2 separate regions of the Mus musculus genome follow, and region 1 is linked to region 2. Evidence: chromatin contacts called from public Hi-C data. All regions are on one chromosome and are shown on one strand. Each heading gives the region's core, a stretch centred on a gene start, on an enhancer-like site or on the middle of the called end of the contact. The rest is flanking DNA. Distances are from core to core; before and after follow the strand shown.

Region 1 (2,805 bases), core at 159-2,658, 45 kb before region 2:
ATGGCTTCTCGCAGGCCTGCTGCCTTTTATGTACTGGTAATTGAAAGGCCCACGAAACACTGTTTTATAGGTAGCTTCTTTAGCATGATGTCACATGAATTGAAGATTGATATCAGATTCTATACTTCTTATGACCTATAATTAGGGTGTGTGACTTTCAGTGGCCACGGGACTGAAAATCCATTTCCCAATAAAGGAGTAATTATTACTACGTGGGGGAGTACTTGTCTTTTAAAAATAGGTTAAGTATAACTTTTTTTTTTCGAGACACCTAATCTAAATCGAATCATTGTTTTGTATCCTTCAGAGACATTCTGAGAACTAATGTGGCCATCCTTATTTTATAAATTAAAAAAGAAAGAAAGAAAAGAAAACAACAAGAAGAGTGATCCAATGCAGCGAGGTGACTTGTGCAGCTCTGAGAGACACGGTGGTTAAGACAAGCCTGGCTTCCTGGCTTTCAAGTCTCTACTGCCCCCTTTAAAATCTGAAGGAAAAGAGACTTGTAGCAAACCTCTGGAAAGACTGCTGGTGAATGAAGAGTTTGCAGGGTAAGGTTGAAACAGCCCTCTAGCGTGACTGAAAGTCCTGCATGTCCTCTTTCAGCCTTCGGGCTTCACTCCTGAGGAACATTTCCCGAGGCATGGTCTCCCTGCTCTCTCGAAATCTCGAATGGTGCAAGAACTAAAGGCGAAGAATTTTGAAGTCAACTAATTGGACAAAGAAAGACTGTTTTACGACCCACTGCTGTTCTCTACGTTCTTCCCGAGGGACAGTTTTGCCAGTGTTCCGCTGGGACACCTGGGCTTGTGATCTGAAGGCGCAGGGTTCCAGGGACACCTGTTAAGGGCTTTGCTGCTCCCGTCCCCCAGGCACTGGACTCGTGTTAACCACAGTTCCTGTGCCTGCGCTGTGTGGCAGGGCGCGCTGGCTGTTTGTCCTTGGGATCCAGCTTCTGCGAGGAGTTCGTTCTCCTCCTTGGTTTTTACACAAGGAAACTCCTAGCCCAGAGTGGGATTCTGCCCCTCCACCCCAAGTGTGGAACCTCTCTCCAGCCCACACCCGCAAGCCTGAGGTGTCTGTCGCTGTTCACATAGCCAGGGACCACAGCTCCCTCCCTGCATCGGGGTTCGCCACTGCCCTGCACTTTTCTCTGCAGATTAGGTGAACTCCTAAGTGGAGTGAATAGCAGCTGCAGGGAGTGGTGGCGAGGAACGATGAGGCGCTACGCTGCATAGCGTGCAACTAAGGTTGGAGGACACTAATCTCCAGTCTCTGACTACGGGGAACTTATCTGCCTCACTCCCTCGCTCCGCAGTTCCCCTACCTGTGTCCTTTCCTTCCAGGGCGGCGTTTCTCTCCACTTCTATCTCCGATCCTCCTCCCTCCCCACCCACTCCTACCCGGGGCTCTGAGCTGTGCAGTGCGGGGTCCCTGATCGAGTGGCTTTAGAGGTCCACCGAGAAGCCGAGCAGGCACAGCATTGCAGCTGTTCCGCTTTGCCGCTCCTGCTTCTGATCTCACTTGCTGGCTCACACCAAATCGGACCTGCTTTGGGTGCCTCCCAGGACTGTCTCCAGACTGGCTGTTTAGATAATCCCTTGCTTGAAATTCCTGGATTCCTCATCTGAGAAGGAACGCGCAAGAGTCAATACAGTAAGTAAGTTCAAACTCCAGTTCTCCTTCTGAGATCATGAACAGCCCTAGAGGAGCCCCGGGTCCTGTCAGGGGTAAGAGGGCATGGGGATGTGTTCCGAAGGGGAGCCGCCCACCCCTCCAGGCATTAAGTGGAACACTGGAACTAGGTGGGCTAGTACCACTTCGCTTTTCTTCTTTTGCTGGACTTTTTCTTTTCTGCTGAAGGTTATAGACTGTTCCTTGATTGAGCGCTACAGTATGAGACAGTAAGATATGACTTTGCCCCCTCTTTAAAACTCAAGCACTTTCTGAAGTGCAAGATCATGTAGGGTTTTCTAAGGCTGTTCAAAAATAGAGATTTATTTAGGCTTCCATTCATTTCCCCAAGATGGGGTCACCTACTAGTAGAAGTCTGTGGTTGTGTGGCATGGTGGTGGTGGTGGTGGGGCAGTAATATTTAAATGTCATTCTTAGTAGAGACTAGTCATTAAAATCCCAGTGTCATTTAAGAGACTACACTACTGTCAAAGACAGGAAGCACAAATACAGGAAAGAGAAGCATTCGCTGACTTTTCAGATGATCCATCCATCTCTACTTAGGCAAACAATAATGCCCTGTATGTTGCAGTGTTAAAGACCGCATCTCCCCTCACAGGAGATCCAACAGGTGCAGGCAACTATAGTTTGTAGCATGGAACTTGGGGGTTTTCCCTGGGAAAACAATACTGGAAGGAGGGCTAGACAGGGATGTCACACTTTGCCCACCTGGAGTGACTCTATCTCAGAAATAACTTGCAATTCCAGTGATTTCAGCATGTAGTTAAAGCAGGAGAAGGTTTCTGGCTTATTAAAGAAAGCACCTAGAGCGTCAGAAGGAAAAAAGCATCATTTCCCTTTCTACACTGACTGCTTCTGTAATAAACTCAGTCAAGGGGCACCTGTTCAAGAGAACAGCGCTATTCAGAGTTTTGAATTTCTTGAATAACCTGAATGTCTCATTTTGCCTTGTTTCAAGGAAAGGCTCTCCCCCTTGCCTCTTTCTGGTTTGACTGGGGGCCTCAGGAGTGTCACGCGTGGCAGTGTCTACCCTCACGTTCTCTTTCACTCTCCTACTTTTCCAGAAGTGCTGTTGTGAATGATACATTCTGTGTCCTGGGTAGTGCTTTG
Region 2 (2,781 bases), core at 80-2,579:
GAAAGCTGGGTGGCTCAGGTAGGGTGGCAGCTGCTGGATGAGATGTGTGGCTTGCAGAAGCTTTTTCCACTTCCTTCCCTGAGTTGGTAAACTATTACCAAATCACACATGAGATACATCTCCTACATCTCCACACATTCCCGAATAATACTCTAACAAAGCTTTGACACTTCTGATCAATCTACCTCTCTCCCTTCTCTCTCTCTCTCTCTCTCTCTCTCTCTCTCTCTCTCTCTCCTCAAAAGCCTTCATTAACTAAATGACATTTTCCTGACACATCACTTTCCATTGCCTAGTGACTGAAAAGCATGAAGCAATTAGAACAATGTAAAATGTTAGACTATGATTCTCCTAGTAATACATCTTAATATTCTGCCTTTGAATAAAGTGGCTGGAGAGTTCTACAAGGACACGTCATTTCTAGACAGAACACATTCTTTTGAGCAGCATTTTCCTGACCAGAAAGTCCTAGCATGATCTGACTACCTCAGACATTTCAGTCTGAGTTTTAAGTGCTTCCAGAAACTGGCTATGATCCCATTTAAACCTTGCCATGGGTGAGTATGGTTGTCTCCTTCCCACCACAACCCCCAGATCACATGGAGGGCTTGATCCATGCTGTGACTATGATGGGAGCCTCTAAAAAGGTGGCAGGGCCATCAAGAAGGATTCATGTCTTTCCTTATGAAGATACTGCTGTGCAGGGACCGGGCTGGTTGCTGGGAGAGCCAGGCTATTGAGAGTGGTTTTGACTTCCATGGTTCAATTTCTGTCTTCCTTTCCTGCCATACTGTCTCTTTCACATCTATCACCTTTTCTTTGTTGTGCTGTGAAGCCTTCACAGAAACTGAGCTAAACTGGTGCCATGCTGGAACTCCCAGAACTATGGGTCAAAGCAAAACTGTGCCCTTTATTAATTACCCTGCCACACATATCTTTCTCAGTCAAACCACCACATTAGCATTAAGTGAAGGAAACTGACAAAGGCAAGATTTTCTTTGTTCCATTCACACCTCCACACCTCCACCTATTGTCTATCTCATCAGTGAGCTCTCTCTCAAGTCCTTCCTACCTCTCTGTTCTGTATCGCCTCTCTTTCTCTAAGTTGATTCATCTTATTAAGTCTTGCTAGACAACTAGCCCAAGTGGATGCCCTAAAGTAACAGCTTCTTTGCGAAGCAGGGTAGTCTTACTAATTTCATTTCCTTTGACTTCATAAGTCAAAGTCTTAAAAGAAAAAAAATCTGGGAAATCGTATTGTCCCAAGTGCATATATGGAGACAGCATTTTTGCAAGGGGAAAAAATGTGTCTGGCAGCAAGAAAATAGAGTGGTTGAGAAATGAGTCAGTTTGTCTGACCCCGAAGCCTCTCTTCCTAATGACTATTCTGAGATAGAATCCTTGAATCACTCTTTCTTTGTCCTCACATATATCAGGCCTGTCTCATTATCTTTTCACACTTACTCTTCATTGAAGCAGCCAGTGATGGTGTCAGTGTGGTTTGCATTCCAACTATTTACTTCTACAAAGAAAGGATATAGGTCCCAGAAGATAACGATGCAAGGAGAATTACAACCGTATCTTTCCTGGGACCTCTGAAGTGTGAACAACGTGGCCCAGGTGTTCCTATAGGCTTATCCGAGATGGAGTTTTAATTCCTTTAAATTTTTGATAGTCTTTCTTTTTGTTTTGTACAACTTAATAAAAACCAAATGTTTGAAACATGTGTTCCTATGTAAGAAATTACATTCAAATAATGGATTTATTCATTTCCTTGCTTGTTTGCTTCCTTGCTTGCTTATTGAGGTTGTAGGGATCAAAATCTAGGGTATCAAACGTGCTAGGCAAATGCTCTACTATAGAGCTATAAAAACTGTAATTCTTGAACAATAACTTTGAACAACATTTCAACAGGATATTAGTCTATTCTAAAATCCTTTCAACAGTAATTTGAACAAGGCATGAGAAAAGTGGCCTACTTCTTCAAGACCCAGAGCCTGGGGCCTCCTTTCCAGACTCTGAGGCTGGTAGCCCCCTTCCAGATGTTCGCTTACAGTTTATTGTCTCTGTCTCTGTCTCTGTCTCTGCCTCTCCCTCTCTCCATCTTTCTCTCTCTCCCTCTCCCTCCCTCTCTCTCCCTCCCCCTCCTTCTCCCTCCCCCTCCCTCTCCCTCCCTCCCCCTCCTTCTCCCTCCCCCTCCCTCTCCCTCCCCCTCCCTCTCCCTCCCTCTCTCTCCCTTTCCCTCCCTCTCCCTCCCTCTCCCTCCCTCTCCCTCTCCCTCTCTCTCTCTCTCTCTCCCTCCCTCTCTCTCTCTCTCTCTCTCTCTCTCTCTCTCTCTCTCTTGAGGGGCATAGAACAGTACAATATTTTGACCTCTGAGCCACACAGGTCCCAATTTGTTCTCTTTGTTCCTTGTTACGTATTTTTGGTCTTATTTGGGGCTGAGGATTGTTTATGATTTCATTTTATTTCCTTTAATGTTTCAATATTTATGTTCCAAAATTCAAAACAAACTTTCCTGACCAACTAGGAGTCAGTTAAAATACCACATAGCATAGCATCATAATGCAAGCCTTACCTTTTGTATGCTGTCTGGATACCACTCACCTAACGAGTATTTGCCTGCTATATTTTAAGATTTGCTTAACTTAATAAATACTTCTTAACTTTCATTCTATTATGTTCCTATATATTTCTATGTGTCTGTACAAGTTTTGATCTCATAATTGTGGTCAGAAGTATATGAAAAATGTCTTGTGTGCCTGACAAATTAGGTTTATG

The links. A called contact is a pair of places that touch in the nucleus more often than the background predicts.
Region 1: a Hi-C map of adipose-derived mesenchymal stem cells shows a contact between it and region 2, with 1.9 times the contacts expected there. The contact joins the promoter of Npy2r here to the enhancer-like site in region 2. A contact is called at or near these places in 3 of 484 Hi-C or Micro-C datasets (adipose-derived mesenchymal stem cells, cortical neurons and uterus), 2 of 115 datasets of contacts at active chromatin or transcription factors (craniofacial prominence and neural progenitor cells) and 2 of 9 other capture datasets (adipose tissue and liver).

What each region holds. Positions count from the first base shown.
Region 1 is chr3:82,546,688-82,549,492 of GRCm38.p6, reverse strand. It overlaps Npy2r (neuropeptide Y receptor Y2), which reads left to right and starts at 1,408. Exons shown (of 2, transcript NM_008731.3): 1 at 1,408-1,656.
Region 2 is chr3:82,501,794-82,504,574 of GRCm38.p6, reverse strand. No RefSeq gene overlaps it. Among named protein-coding and RNA genes, the nearest start is that of Npy2r, 45 kb to the left of the region's middle. Within about 2 kb of position 1,329, at least 1 of the 459 cell types and tissues checked has an H3K27ac peak or open chromatin away from gene starts, as enhancers often do. A contact at or near this core is called in adipose-derived mesenchymal stem cells, where this site is marked.